5 separate regions of the Mus musculus genome follow, and all the other regions are linked to region 1. The links are chromatin contacts, called in public promoter capture Hi-C maps. All regions are on one chromosome and are shown on one strand. Each heading gives the region's core, a stretch centred on a gene start, on an enhancer-like site or on the middle of the called end of the contact. The rest is flanking DNA. Distances are from core to core; before and after follow the strand shown. Region 1 holds the start of Reck (reversion-inducing-cysteine-rich protein with kazal motifs). Region 2 holds the start of Xpa (xeroderma pigmentosum, complementation group A). Region 3 holds the start of Ncbp1 (nuclear cap binding protein subunit 1). Region 4 holds the start of Enho (energy homeostasis associated). Region 5 holds the start of Dctn3 (dynactin 3).

The links. Promoter capture Hi-C pulls out the DNA fragments that hold promoters and counts their contacts.
Region 2: a promoter capture Hi-C map of pre-B cells shows a contact between it and region 1, with 6 times the contacts expected there. The contact joins the promoter of Xpa here to the promoter of Reck in region 1. A contact is called at or near these places in 2 of 39 promoter capture datasets (liver and pre-B cells).
Region 3: a promoter capture Hi-C map of pre-B cells shows a contact between it and region 1, with 7 times the contacts expected there. The contact joins the promoter of Ncbp1 here to the promoter of Reck in region 1. A contact is called at or near these places in 1 of 39 promoter capture datasets (pre-B cells) and 2 of 115 datasets of contacts at active chromatin or transcription factors (astrocytes and large pre-B cells).
Region 4: a contact with region 1 is called in a promoter capture Hi-C map of liver, with 4 times the contacts expected there. The contact joins the promoter of Enho here to the promoter of Reck in region 1.
Region 5: a contact with region 1 is called in a promoter capture Hi-C map of liver, with 4 times the contacts expected there. The contact joins the promoter of Dctn3 here to the promoter of Reck in region 1. A contact is called at or near these places in 3 of 39 promoter capture datasets (cranial neural crest, hippocampal neurons and liver).

What each region holds. Positions count from the first base shown.
Region 1 is chr4:43,874,197-43,876,823 of GRCm38.p6, forward strand. It overlaps Reck (reversion-inducing-cysteine-rich protein with kazal motifs), which reads left to right and starts at 1,334. Exons shown (of 21, transcript NM_016678.2): 1 at 1,334-1,509. The coding sequence starts at 1,410.
Region 2 is chr4:46,195,000-46,197,626 of GRCm38.p6, forward strand. It overlaps Xpa (xeroderma pigmentosum, complementation group A), which reads right to left and starts at 1,312. Exons shown (of 6, transcript NM_011728.2): 1 at 1,050-1,312. The coding sequence starts at 1,221.
Region 3 is chr4:46,137,220-46,139,846 of GRCm38.p6, forward strand. It overlaps Ncbp1 (nuclear cap binding protein subunit 1), which reads left to right and starts at 1,292. Exons shown (of 23, transcript NM_001033201.3): 1 at 1,292-1,667. The coding sequence starts at 1,634. Tstd2 (thiosulfate sulfurtransferase (rhodanese)-like domain containing 2) reads right to left here and starts at 1,256. Exons shown (of 10, transcript NM_173033.3): 1 at 1,161-1,256.
Region 4 is chr4:41,638,988-41,641,614 of GRCm38.p6, forward strand. It overlaps Enho (energy homeostasis associated), which reads right to left and starts at 1,315. Exons shown (of 2, transcript NM_027147.1): 1 at 927-1,315; 2 at 1-14.
Region 5 is chr4:41,721,872-41,724,498 of GRCm38.p6, forward strand. It overlaps Dctn3 (dynactin 3), which reads right to left and starts at 1,292. Exons shown (of 7, transcript NM_016890.4): 1 at 1,164-1,292. The coding sequence starts at 1,259. It overlaps Arid3c (AT rich interactive domain 3C (BRIGHT-like)), which reads right to left. Exons shown (of 8, transcript NM_001017362.2): 8 at 1,965-2,462. The coding sequence ends at 2,362.

The sequences.
Region 1 (2,627 bases), core at 84-2,583:
TGGCCTTGAACTCAGAAATTCACCTGCCTCTGCCTCCCAAGTGCTGGGATTAAAGGCATGCACCACCACGCCCGGCTTGTCCTCAGTGTTTTTAATAAAGAAAGTCTGTTGTTTTGAAGAAGCACAAAGTAGTAGGGGCAGAGTGGGAAATACGTTCAGCCAGTTAGCCCCATGGCCTGAGTTCAGATATCTCAATTATTCACTGGGTCAAGCACTGTCTGAGACATTCTAAATACAATATGAGACTGGGTTCCTGTGCGCTTGATCAGGAAATCAGGGCCAGCCTTGGCTTCATTGTAAACTCAAGGTCAGCCTGAGCTGTATGAGATCCTGTCTTCAAAATAAGTAAATAAACACAATACGTTCATTAATCTTATCAAGAAGGCCAGCATGAGGGTTGGGGTGGGGGGGAGGCTCAGAAGTAAAAATGTCCTCACCCACAGACACGGGGCTAGTCGGGAGTAGTGTACAATCTGGACTCGAGGAGGGTGTCAAGACTTTGTTCTTTTCATTACAGTCATAGTTACCATCTGTCGCAGGAGAAAGCTGCTGTTAGTGACCTGAATAGAGGAATCTGGAAATAAGCAATTGGCTTCACTTCTGAACAGCAAGTCTCTAAACTGGACGAGCTATCTGTTCAAGGGCCAGGTAGCCAGGAAAAAGGGGGGGGTGGGGGGTGGGGGGCGTTTCTCCACAATGAATTCGCTTTGATTCCTAGGTCCTCTGGAACATTCTCCGGAGTAGCTGCTCAAAGATTCATCTCCAAATCCTCTCGAACCAATTCTGAATTTCAAGGCTCTCTAAGTCTAGTCATACAGGCTGCCCTGACCCTTTCTCTGAGTGCAATAGGTATTAACAGCGAAGCCAGCCTGTGAATCCGTGCCCTCAGCAGAGCCCTTTGGCTTTGAGGGGAGGCCAGGTAACACGCCTTCTTTAGGTCGAGGCAGCCTTTGGACAGGATAGTAAGAGTGTTCTGGAGGATTCAACTAGGGGTGCACGCCCTACAGTTCAGCTTTGACTTAGCCCTTGCAAATCAGACGGACCTGCAGAGTGATCTCGGCAGGCCAGTCGCCCCTGAGCTGCGGGCTCCCCACCCCCTATGTGCCCCGACACGGGACAGAGGCATTCCACAGGGGTCTCCAGCCTCTGACTTCCCGTTTGAAGACCGCAGCCCGGGAGCCCGAGTCCGAAGGCGACACACAGCTGGCCCATAACAAAGAGCCAGGGTCCAGGGCGCGCTGCCGCCCCCCGGGAGGTTTTGAAAACTCTGAGCGGCCGGGGCGGGGCTTCAGCGAGCCGCAGCCAATCACCAGAGAGCCAAGGCGCCGGGGGCGGGGCCTGGTGCCAGGGGTTGCTACGGCCAGGCTGGGTCCGAGCATCCCGCGGCTTCGGACCCACCCGGCCCGGACATGGCGAGCGTCCGGGCCTCCCCGCGCAGCGCGCTGCTACTTCTGCTGGCCGCGGCGGGGGTCGCGGAGGTGACGGGGGGCCTGGCCCCGGGCAGCGCGGGTGAGTAGCCGCGGGAGCCACGATCGGGGCGGTCCTGAGGAGTGCCTCAGCGCTCCAAGATGGCGCGGAGCCGGGGGCGGGGTGCGCGTGCCCCCAGACCCGCGGGCGGCGGTCAGGAACGCCGGGCTGGAGCCCGACCCGGAGGCCGCTCTCCGCCCTCGTCTTCTTCTCCCTGAAGATCTTGCGAACCCTGGGGTGGTGACTGGGGTTCGAGGCCTTGTTCTGTCACCTCCCAGACAGGGGCCCCTTGCCCTGCCGGACCCTGGTCCCTGGCCAGGGTCCCTGTCAGAAAACAGGGAGGTGCCTGGGCTCCGGATAGCACCGCTGGGCGGAAGGGATACGTAGGTGCAGCTCCCCTGCTGCTGCCCAGTCAGTTGTTGTCACTTGTTAATTTGACTGACTTGGCCTGAGTGGCGGTGAACTTTGATAGGGTCCACAAGGTTGCCTGGCGGGTGCACCGTGGGTCTGAGACCCGGCTGGGGGATGGGGTAAGGTGGGGTGGGGGTTGACTACACATCGATAAATCACCCCGTGGCGGCTTGGCTTCGGGAGAGAGGTGTGTTCTAGGGCTCTGTTAAAGCAGTTGCACCAGAGATGGATGGAAAGCTTGACCGCTTAGGATTGTCCTTCCTGCGCTTGCTCAGCGTTCGGATGTGACACGAACTCGTGCTTCCCGGGACACCTCAGGCTGATAGGTGGTGGAAGACAGGAGCGCTAAGCAGTTTGAATTCAGGCAGACAGGTTCAGAGGAGAGATGCGGGTGGGGCTGCATGTGCACAGAGGAACGTTGACATTCACCTAGAAGATGAGAAAAACCGAGTGTCTACCTATACTAGCCATCGAAAGATGAATGGAATTTTTATAACAAAAGTAACGGAGGAGTGTGTTGCTTACAGGGAGAGGCACTCAGGGGAAAAACATACCCAGTCTCAAGGAAGTTTTCAAGAAAGCCTGAGAAGTTAAAATTAAGGAGTTTTGGTTGATGCTTTATTTATTTATTTATTTATTTATTTTAAAGGAAGGCATTTGAAGAAGATTGTGACAGGAACCTGGGATTAGTTAATTATTTGAATTCTAAATTTAACTATAAACTAGTAAGGAAACCAATAGAAAAGGGA
Region 2 (2,627 bases), core at 62-2,561, 2.3 Mb after region 1:
TAGAAACTCTCATGACTCTAGACGTTGCCAGCAGGTAGATGGACATTGGTAAGCCATTTATCCAACAGTGTCCATCCGCCTACAAATAATGAGAAACTGAGGGTGCAATTTCGGACTTACAAGATCTGCACTATAACCAACAAAGATAATGAAAAGTACTTTTTACTTTACAAAATGGTAAGTAAGGGCTTTCGATTTATTTTGAAAGATTCAAATCTAAGCTAGTTAGTTACAAGCCAGCTCTGCTGGTCAAGAGCAACAAATCAAATTCAATGGCAAGTCTAAAGGTACAAACAGCCATAAAATATACGCATTATTATTTATACCTGCTGCCAAAACAAGTACTTAACACACACACACATATGTGTGTGTATATATATATAAATATATACATACATATGTGTGTATATGTATATATGTATATACATACACACACACACACACACACACACACACACACACACATATATATATATATAGTGGAGTTGTGAAAGAGGGATTGAAAAGAAGTAAATTACTTTTGTAGAAATAACTCGGGTGAATTACTCCAAAGAGCAATACCAGCAGCCTAAAGCACAACGGACATTAAAACCGGAAAACAGCAAGACAGGGGCTACCCTAAAATGCCAAGTATAGCCAAAATGAACCCAGGGCAACATGCCACTCAGTAAAACAGGGTTACCAAGCCCTGCCCTTTCCATTTTCCAAGGTGTCCATAAGAATACAATAGAGTAACTCCCAAGTGCTAGGCTCTGCGAGTGTTATTCTACTTTGAGCCCTGGAAGGCGCGGCCCATGTAAAAGACTGGGTCAGGGTCAGTTCTGCTGGGTGCTGGCCTGGGAGACGGCGCAGGCTGAAAGCTCTGCACCATAGACGTGCCGGGCAAAGGGCACGACAGGGAAGGCCAGGGACCACAGAGACGCGGGCGTGCTCGGCTGTTCCCGCACACCGAGCCAGAGCGGGCGGCCAAGGCGCAGCGGGAAGGCCCGGGATGCGGTCACAAACCCGCGGGAGGGAGGCCCTACGCGCGCCCGTGGAGGGGACCCCACCTCCGGTGGCCGCCGCCGCGGGGTAGGGCCGCGCAGCCAGCCGAGCCTGGCGCAGCATCAGTGCCCGCTGTCGCTTCCGCTCCACGCTCGCGCGTACGGCGGCCGGCAGCTGCGCGGGCTCGTCCGCGGCCACGGGCTCAGGTGACGTCTGCTTTTCCTCGGCCGTCGCCATCGCCTACACACTCCGTAGGAAGGGAACGCGTATTGTTGGTGAACAGCGGAGCCACAAGTACCCGGCCCTACTCCATCACCAGGCAAGGAGAAGAGCTACGCATGCGCAGTCGAGGAGTCCTGGTGGAAAAGCCTATGAAGGGCGAGGCAGTACGCCTGCGCAGCCGAGGAGTGGTGGCGGAAGAGATGATAGTGCACTTGTTGACAAACAATCCGGACTAAGCGATGGGGGAGAATCAGGACTTTAAAGTCATCCCTGTGTTCCAGACCAGCCTGAGCTACATGAGACCCTGTCTCCAAAAGTAAAGAGAACATGGAAAAGAGCATTGGGAAAGAATGGCTGTGTGACAGCTAAAAAGCATGAGAAAACAGGAAGGCAACAGAGAAAAGTGGGACGTGGTATGAGCTCCAAACCCAGCTGCGGGCCATGGGTAGAGAGCCAAAGCCATAGCCACATGGAGAGCCAGACAGCCCCATGACAACAGACTGGCCATTCTATACACAAATGAAACCCTTGTTTTCATCCAGTGGGGGAAACGTGATGTGGCAGTGACTCCTCCTGTGTGAGCCATCTTTCCAAAGATGGCTTTGGAAAAGAAATGCACATTGTTACTCCCCGTGTTTTGGACCGATGTGCCAGGGGGCTTGTTCATAGCATAGCTGCTCCCGAAAACCAAAAGCTGGAATCTACCCAAATGTCCATCAACTTTTGAATGGCTAAACAATGCATAGTATTACCATACAATGAACTATTTTTCTTCAAACATGAGAAAAATGAAGCGCTGGTCCATGCTACGACATGACTGAACTTTGAAAATGTTACTCTAAGAGGAAAAAGCCATTCACAAATGCATATGTTTATGTGAAACTCACAGAATAAGCAAGCCCGCCATAACAGAAAGCAGTCCAGAGGTTCCTAGAGTTTGCAGCTAAGGAGTAACCAGGAGGAGATGCTCCTCTGTAGGTATGAGGCTGCCTCCTGAGGTGATGAGAATTCTAGAACTAGACACTCTTGATGATTGTGCAACTCTGTGGATGTATTTTCTGGCCAGAGCAGGGAATCTGAGCACCAGAATTATAAAGAACCCCACCTCCACCCCACCCCTGGGTAGCACCAAACCTTAAGTGGCAGCACCTGTGATGACCACCACAGTCTCTGCACATTTCTGGCTTGGTGGCTGAGGGAATGAGGTAACAGGATCTCCCCCAAAATAACCTCTGAGAGTGGCCAGTGCTCAGAATCCTCTCCCCCACAAAGCACCGAATCTGACAGGTTGCAGGGTGTGGCTCAGGTGCGTCCTGAGCCCCAGTGTTTTGAAACTCTTGGCAACTTGTTCTTCCTTTCCAGGTTAACTCCCTCTCCTTTGGCTCAGGGACTTTTTGTGATAGAGTTTCAGGTAACCAGGT
Region 3 (2,627 bases), core at 42-2,541, 2.3 Mb after region 1:
CTTCCAAAGTCTTACTCTGGATAATCTGTCCTCAATAGCAAAGGATGAGTGATAATTTGTACCACTCGCCCTTTGCTATTAAGTCCGTCAGACTACAGTACCTGTGATCATTCCTGAGAGGGTCACTTAGGGCTTCAGTATCCTGAACACCGTCTCGTTGTCCCATGTACAGACGGTGACAAATGTTAATTAATACAATATAGTACTTGCTGAATGAAATAAAGCAAGAGTTGAGGAGTCAGAGAAATAACTCTGTAGGTCCCTGACAGTTAGTCATGTAAATTTCAGAGCAGAGACCAACAGATAAAGAAAATAAGTCTTGATTCCTAAAATGTGAACAAGCTGGACTTTAGCAGAAGAACATGGTGGTTTACACACAATGACGGGAACAGAACCCAAGAAGCCATAGTTTGGAATTCGCAGTGGAAATTCCTGGAAAGATGGATTGCTTGCATGTACGAATAAATAAATGAAAAGAATAGAAAAACGATAATCTTTAAAATAAACAAAGAGAAGTAGAGCCGGAAAGATGGCAAGATGGCTCACTGGTTAAGAGTGCTTACTGCTCTAGCAGAAGACCCGGGATTCAGCACCCCCACCCCGCTCCCGCGCACTCTCCTCCTTGCTCACAGAGAGTCTGAAACTCCAGTTCCAGGATGATGTACAGACTTACAAATACATAAAATATTGCTTTAAGTCTGTGAAGAGTTTTAAGCATAGTAAATAAGTTTGACTAGACTTGCTCTCAGAGTATAGCAGGCAGTGTTAGTGGATAAACTGTAACACAGGAAGTGAAGGAGCTAATGACTCCTCCCTAAATTCTTGGATTTAAGCAAACTACCGAAACGGCCATTTACTGTAACAGGTAAGACTGAAGGAAAAGTTTGGGCTAGACCATGGACAAGACAGTTTGGTGTCCATCACAGGGCAGAGGACGTCCACATACTGTACACGTGCAGAGGAATAGAACAATTGGAACCACACCGATCAGTAGCTGGGGCGTCCGTCAGCTGGGAGAAGTAGGCAGTAGGACTACAGTGAGCAGATTCAGCCGGACGGGCCTGGATTCCCTACCGCTGAAAGTGGCTTGCCCTCCTCCCCGCTCAGGTCTCCCGAGGCGTCTACAGCGGGATGGCGAGAGAGAAAGAGAGAACACCTACCCGCAAACCCTAGGCCTTTCCTGGGTCTCCCTTCACCAACTTGGCGCTGCTCCCCGCCCTCGAGCCCACGCCCCCCGGCGCGCGCGTGCGCAGAGAGTCCCTGAGCCGTCACCTTTCTCCGGAAGTCTCCTAAGTCGTCGGCGCAGGGGCCGCCGGGAAAATCCCGCCGGGCCTGTATAAAGCCGAGGCGGGATCGCTGCGGCCCGGATAATTTAGCTCGCTGTCCAGAAGGGCCCGGGGTGGAAAGCCGGAGGAGGCGGCCGCAATTGGACTTGCAGACGCCGGCCTTCCACTGCGGAGCCCATCCGGTGCCCCTCTGCACGCGCTTCCGGCAGGCGTCGTAAGCGAGTGCGCCTGCGCGCCGCTCAGTCCGCGCGCCTCGCCGCTGACCGCGCACCGGCCGGCCGGCAGCCCGACGGTTCTGGGGTTGCAGGCGGCTAGCAACTCAGATCGGCTGCGCACCAGCAAGCAGCATGTCGCGGAGGCGGCACAGCTACGAGAACGATGGTAAGTGCTCTCGGCCTGGCCACTGCGTCCGGGTGAGAACCGAGGCCGGGCTCGCCTTCAGTCTCCCGGGAACGGATAGGAATCCTTTCTCCCCGGGAGGGCTCGGGGAGCCCCAAAGGGAGGCTGCTGGCTCGGTTGTGGATAGTGGCTTCGGGAAAGCGACGGCCTCCCTGCTACCCCATCTCCTTCAGTCATGGGAAAGGAAGGCCTGGTGAATCCCGTGAGCAAATCCGACCTGGGGTCCCGCGACACTGAGGACTTAATCCCTCACTACTGATCATGGAAACCGCACGTGTGTCTGTCTGCTGCTGCCTCTTAGGATCACTTAGTGGAGGAGATATATCTAGTGGACCAGTGTTTTCCTTTTAGCCCTCCAGGGTGTACTTGGAAAGGACCCTGGGAAGACAGGAAAAGAACAAAGCTATGACAGAGGTCGGATGTATTGCAATCTGAGCCCTTCTCCTCCACCTGCCACCCGCTGATTCCCCTCTTTTAGGCTTCAAAAAAAGAATACCAACACCCCAGAGGTCACTAATAAACAGGCACGGGGTGTTTTGTTGGATTGGCTTTAAGCATATTTCCCTTATAAGAAAGTGCAGGAAAACCCGAGCAGATTATTAATTCTCATGTCAGTTTTGATGGTCGCCGGCAAGGACGTCGTTGTGTTGCCATAAATTTTGTTTTGTTGCACCATTATTGCCTTTCAAGAACACACTTGGAGCTGTTAGTGTTAGGTCCAAAGGGTTAAGGCAAGAAAAAACTTTAGAACCGAAGGGTTTAGGTTCGAAGCTCGACATCTCGATTATTTACTATGTGATCTTGTCAGGGTCATATGACTTCTTAAACCTAAGCGTGGACTGTGGATAATACTAAGCCATTTGGTTTCTACGGGGGGCTAAATGAGATATTGTGCTCACCAGTAGTTCATGATGATGTTTATTTTGTCAACTGCTAATGTCT
Region 4 (2,627 bases), core at 65-2,564, 2.2 Mb before region 1:
CTGCAGTCCTGGGCCTGAGGAAGTACAGAGGAAAGTAGACGGAGGTGAGGAGGAAGAAGTGGGCTGAAGCCTAGGGGGACAGCTTCCATCTTTGGCCTCAGGCAGAGAGCAGTGAGTCCCAGCAGTCTCAGGTACCCCACAAAGCCAGCACCTCCGCCCTCAGGCCTGGCTCTGAGCCCCTGGGTGCTGTGGTGCAGCCAGAGTGGGGAAGCTATAGTAGGCAGGCAGCCTCTTTCTCATTCTCCTCGGAACTGGTGGGTACAGCCTAGCCCTGCCCACCATGCTTCTAGCCCTTCAGATGTGCTGTTGGTGGGCGGGACTGAGGTGGCTTAAGGCCCAGGAGGAAGATTATGACCATGATTGTAGTGGCTAGGGCATCCTCTCCTTTCTGAGGGCTGCAGTCAGCCAGTCCAGGAGACCTGCAGAGGTGCCAGCTCACACAGAGGGAACTTTGTGGAGGCTCTGGCAGGAACGTGTGGGTTCTGTATACCCAAGGCTGTGTGCCTAGGTGTACCTTTCCCTGGGACTTTGCCTCTCTGGATCAGGTGTGTGTCTGAACGTACATCTTCCTGTCCCTCTGTCTCTCGCTGGATCTGCATCCTTGCCTCTGCAAACACACCTCTTTGAAGGTGTGTGGCTGCCTGTCTCTCTGTGTCCCTATCTCTGAGTGTCTTGAGTCTCATTTCTCTACCAGTCTCTCTGTGTATCACTGTCTCTTTTCACGACTGCATGTCCCTTTGCCCTCGGGGACAGGTCTCCATGGGGTCGGTATCGGTGGTTCTGTGCGTCTTGCATGTGTCTCTGCCTTTGTGTCTATCTCTCCTCCAAGCTGTGTGTCTCTCTGTCTCTGTGTGGGTCACTGCCTCTTTATACTCGTCCAAGATCTCTGTTTTTCGACCCTCTGCCCGTAGGGGAGCCCCCCTTACCTGAGTTGAGCCCGGTGCGCGCCCGCGAGAGGGTCCGGGACAACGGGATGCTCAGCGCCGACTGAGGCTCCAGAGCCTGCGGGCGGGGGGCGGCGAGAGGCGGGCAGGGGCGACGTCCACTCCCCGGGCCCTCCCCCTGGGCCGCGCAGCCTCCGCCGGCCGCTCCCGCCGGGGCGCGACCGGGCCGGCCTCTGCCGCGGGCGGTCTGCGGAGAGCGGGCACCTCCTCCCCCTGGGGCGGCGCCTCCTCCGCGGCCGGGGCCGCTAGCTCGCTCGCTCGCTCGCTCTCTCGCTCGGCAGCACTCGGGCGGCGGCGGCAGGAGCGTCGAGGAGTTCGGCTGGGCTCGGCTGCGTTCGGCTGGGCTCGGCTACGGCGGGAGGGAGTCGGCTGAGCTCGGCTGAGCTCGGCGGGCAGCAAAAAACAGCGGAGAGCCCCGCCTCGTGAGTGGCCAGCGGCCTGCGGCCCTTTGGGGGAGGAGCCATCTCTGTGCCGCTGCCGCCGTTCAATTGGCTGTCCGGGCCAAGTTCCCGCGCCATTGGTTGTGCTCTGGGGTGGGACACGACCATCCTGGTGCAGGAGAGAAGGAGGGAGGGGCTTGGGAAGGGTGAGAGGAGGGGTATATAGGGGCCACTTTGTTTTGATCCATCCCTTGAAAAGGTGAAGGGTCAGCCCACCTTTTTGCAGGGATTTCTTGCATCTTCCACACCTGGAATGCACCCCCACATGTGAAGCGTCCACCCCTCCATATCTGAGAGAAGTCTGTTTCTATTATCTGAGAAAGTCCATGTGCCTCCACACCTGACCCTCCTCACCTATCATCTTTCTACATATCCCTCTCCCAGTAGAGTGTAGAGTACCTCATGTCCACTTTACAGCGCCTGTAGATTGCCCCTAGTCCTAATAACAGTGTGATCTCTGGGAATTCATGACCTTTGTTGCGTTTTACTGATTTCTCACCCAGTGTTGGTCACAGGGTTGTGCATGGCTTGCTGGAGGGAACTTGAGACACCTGAAGAATGGCCCAGCTCTGGCTGAACTAGATCCAGACGGCATGGATGGCCTGACTCTCCATCCTAACAGTTCTGAGACCAAGGTAGCTTGGACAGGAGCAGTCAAGTAGGCCTTCCCCTCTCAGACCCTTAAGTAGCAGGGCTCACACATGCAAGGAGCTACATTTCTGGCCCTTTAGTGATTCTTAAGTGTACTTGTGTGTGGCTTCTATCACATATTGTCCATGGACAGTCAGAGACCCATGGCCCCACATCCAGCCTTAACTTCCCTCAGAATACTATACTCACAGCAAAATGCATACTGGAGTCACAGTGGTGTTGGTTCCTGGTTCCACTTTCTAACTCTCTTAAACGAAGCTTTCTTCTCAATAAAACTGTCATAGTAATAGCTACTTCTTAGGTTCTCACTAATTCATTTATACCATACCAACCACATCTCAGCAAATGTCAGCTGACAAGCCAAGACCAGGTGGCTAAGGGGCAGGGCTCCTCCTTCCAAGAAAAGGAGAAAGGGGAGTGTAAAGCCATCTCAAGGGCTGAATCATCTGAAGCTGCTGTGTTAGAGGCTGTCTAAAATAAACTACGGACCCCGTGGAGTTTGTCAGGATGGATTAATTTTAGTTCCCCCCTGTTACCCAGCAGGGTGGGGGTATTGTGAGAGGGATCAGATCAGTTATAGGAAAGAGAGAGA
Region 5 (2,627 bases), core at 42-2,541, 2.2 Mb before region 1:
CGAACTGGCTGGCCTAGCTCTAGCCTCATACCCTCCACATCAAGTCTAGTACAGGAGACGGAACACTCTGGGATCCCAAAGACAGTGCAATCCCCATCGTAGAGAATACAGAAGAGAATCAGTTTAGAGGCAGAATACAGTTAGTAGTTAAGGGTTTGAGCTTAAGATGTCTGCGGGATAGCCCAGTGGAGGAGACCAGTAGACAAAGATCAATCGGGTTCTCGGAAAGTCTGAAACAGAGCTACACACTGGAAACATAAAGACGTGAAATGAGTAACTGAAATCACGGCAGTGAACGAGCCTGCCTAGGACTTAGGATTCTAACAGTCAAGAGTCAGCTGGAGCCGGAGGCTGAGGAAATGAACGACTTCACTCAAGGCTTGTGTAAAAGGTGAATACTAATATTTAAGGGACTAACACACAAGGGAAGGCACACAAATAGATGCCAAAGGGGGAGAGTGTTTCGAAAAGTTGGTTCTCAAACTGGAACAGAATGTGCTGGTGACAATTTTACAAAAAAATACAGAGACACATCATTACCTTTGTTCCAGAACATTCTTAATTCTACCAGAAGCGCTCCAGTAAATGGTTTCAACATCGTAAAAAGGGATTTTAGGGCACCTCTAAATTTTTGTCAAAATTCAGACACGATGTTCGCCCACATCTGGACACTTAGGGCTCAATTACTAATCTTCCTTTTCTGGGCCTGCTCAGACCTCACCGCTCACCCTTTGGAGCCTGTAGCACCTGTGCTCTGCCTCCTCTAGGACTCCTGTCTACGCGTAATTCATTTAGCAATTAATTTTGCATGGCTCTAGGATGACACTCCACTGCGGGCTTCAGCTCTTACTGAAACTCCCATTAATCAATTTTTAAATGCGTCTGGTCTCCTTAGAACGCCTGTGAGCGCGCGGAGTTTTTGTGAAAGTTGTCACCGAACCCATCTTAAAAAGGCTTAAGCATCTCCCCCATCCCAATCCCCTCGGGAACGGACCTCAAGGGTCCGATTGGTACCAGGAGGTTCTAGATCTTTGTTATTTATTTCAGAGCCTGGGCTGAGGACGACCTGACAGAAGTGGTAGCATCCGACCCTAGGGCAGGGCCAGTGGACCGCTCCTGTCCCGCTCTGCCCCACAAACGGATCAATAGACCGGACCCCTCACCTTCCTGGAGCCTCGGGTCCCGCCCGGCCCGTACACCCAGCGCTCCAGCTCCTCCACTCGAGACTGTAGCCGCTGCACATCGGTCAGAGCCGCCATCGTTTCTGCAGCCTGGCCGCAGCAACCCGGAACAGCCTGAGGGTGGGACGTCCGCCTAAATAAGAAGACTGGCCAATCCGAGAGCACCGTCACGCCTTGTAGGAAGTGACGTCACTGTTTAGGCTTTGGATGTCGGAAATAACCGATGTCAAAGCAATCTGGTTACCTAGGTAACGTTCTGGGTCCTAGTTCTACCCTGGTTTCCAGGACTTGGTTGTCAAGACTTTTAGTGCTCTAAATCCAAGATTCGAAGAGATTTCCTCCCCTCCCCCATTCCCTGAGAGTTAGCGTATAAATATACCTATTATTCCAAGATAGGTTTATACCCATAGATCAGTAGGCAGCTTCTTGGGAGAGACACCATACATTTTTGGAATCTTTTAAAGATCAAGTGATTTGTACGTAAGCCTCTTGTTGTCAGGACGTACACCCAAACAGTCTGATTTGTGACCGCGCTCTGTGTGGTGGTGCTAGGAGAGAAAGGAGAGACAGAAGGATGACTGTAAGTTTGAGGCCAGCCTGCTCTACACAGTGAGTTCAAGACCAGTCAGGGAACAATGTAGAGAAAGCTTGCTTCCCTTCAAAAAAAAGTGCTCTTCTATTCTCTCAGAGCTTTGTTCTTCTGCTTCCACTTGGACAGCTCAATGTAGTCTGTGGATCCCCCACCTCCCAGACCCAAGCAAGAAGAGGAGGCACAGGAGACACGGGAAGTACAATTTTATTTTCCAGATGCAACCCAAGGGACATCTTCACATTCAAATCCAATCCTTCACCTGCTTCCTGAAAAGGAGCAGAATTGACTCAAAGAGGTGGGGTACCAAAGGTGACACTGACATAGGGGTTACATGACGGAGTGATAGGGGTTCTCGGGGGAAAGCTCTTTGGTAGATGCTGCTGAAATTAGCTAGGGAGACAGTGTCTGCCTTTTACGGTGAGGTAGATGGAACGTAATATAAATCCCTTTGGTGTGGAGGTGGCATGCTGACATCAACCAGGACTGGATCCCAGAGTGGGCGTCACATCCTGAAAGAATCAAGGTAGGAGGGTGCCTTCTCCCCCCCTAAGCAATGATATTGGGACTCTTGGTTCTCAGTAGCTGCTTTCAGGGCAAGGTACTGGAAGGGGGCCCTGTAGAGGGTAGAGGTGGAGGATTGGTTGGACCCAAGGAAGCTGGCACAGGTTGGCGTCGAGCAAAGAGGATACCTGATAAAGGGTATAAGAGATGTAAAATTAAAAAATAAACGAGAGAATGTGGGACTCCCACAAAGCACGGACAAGTCCCTCTGACCAGTGAGAAGCTCCTATGCCGTTGTGGGTAGCTTGAAGTAGGTGCGCAATAAATACTCACAGATCTGTGACAAAGCAGAC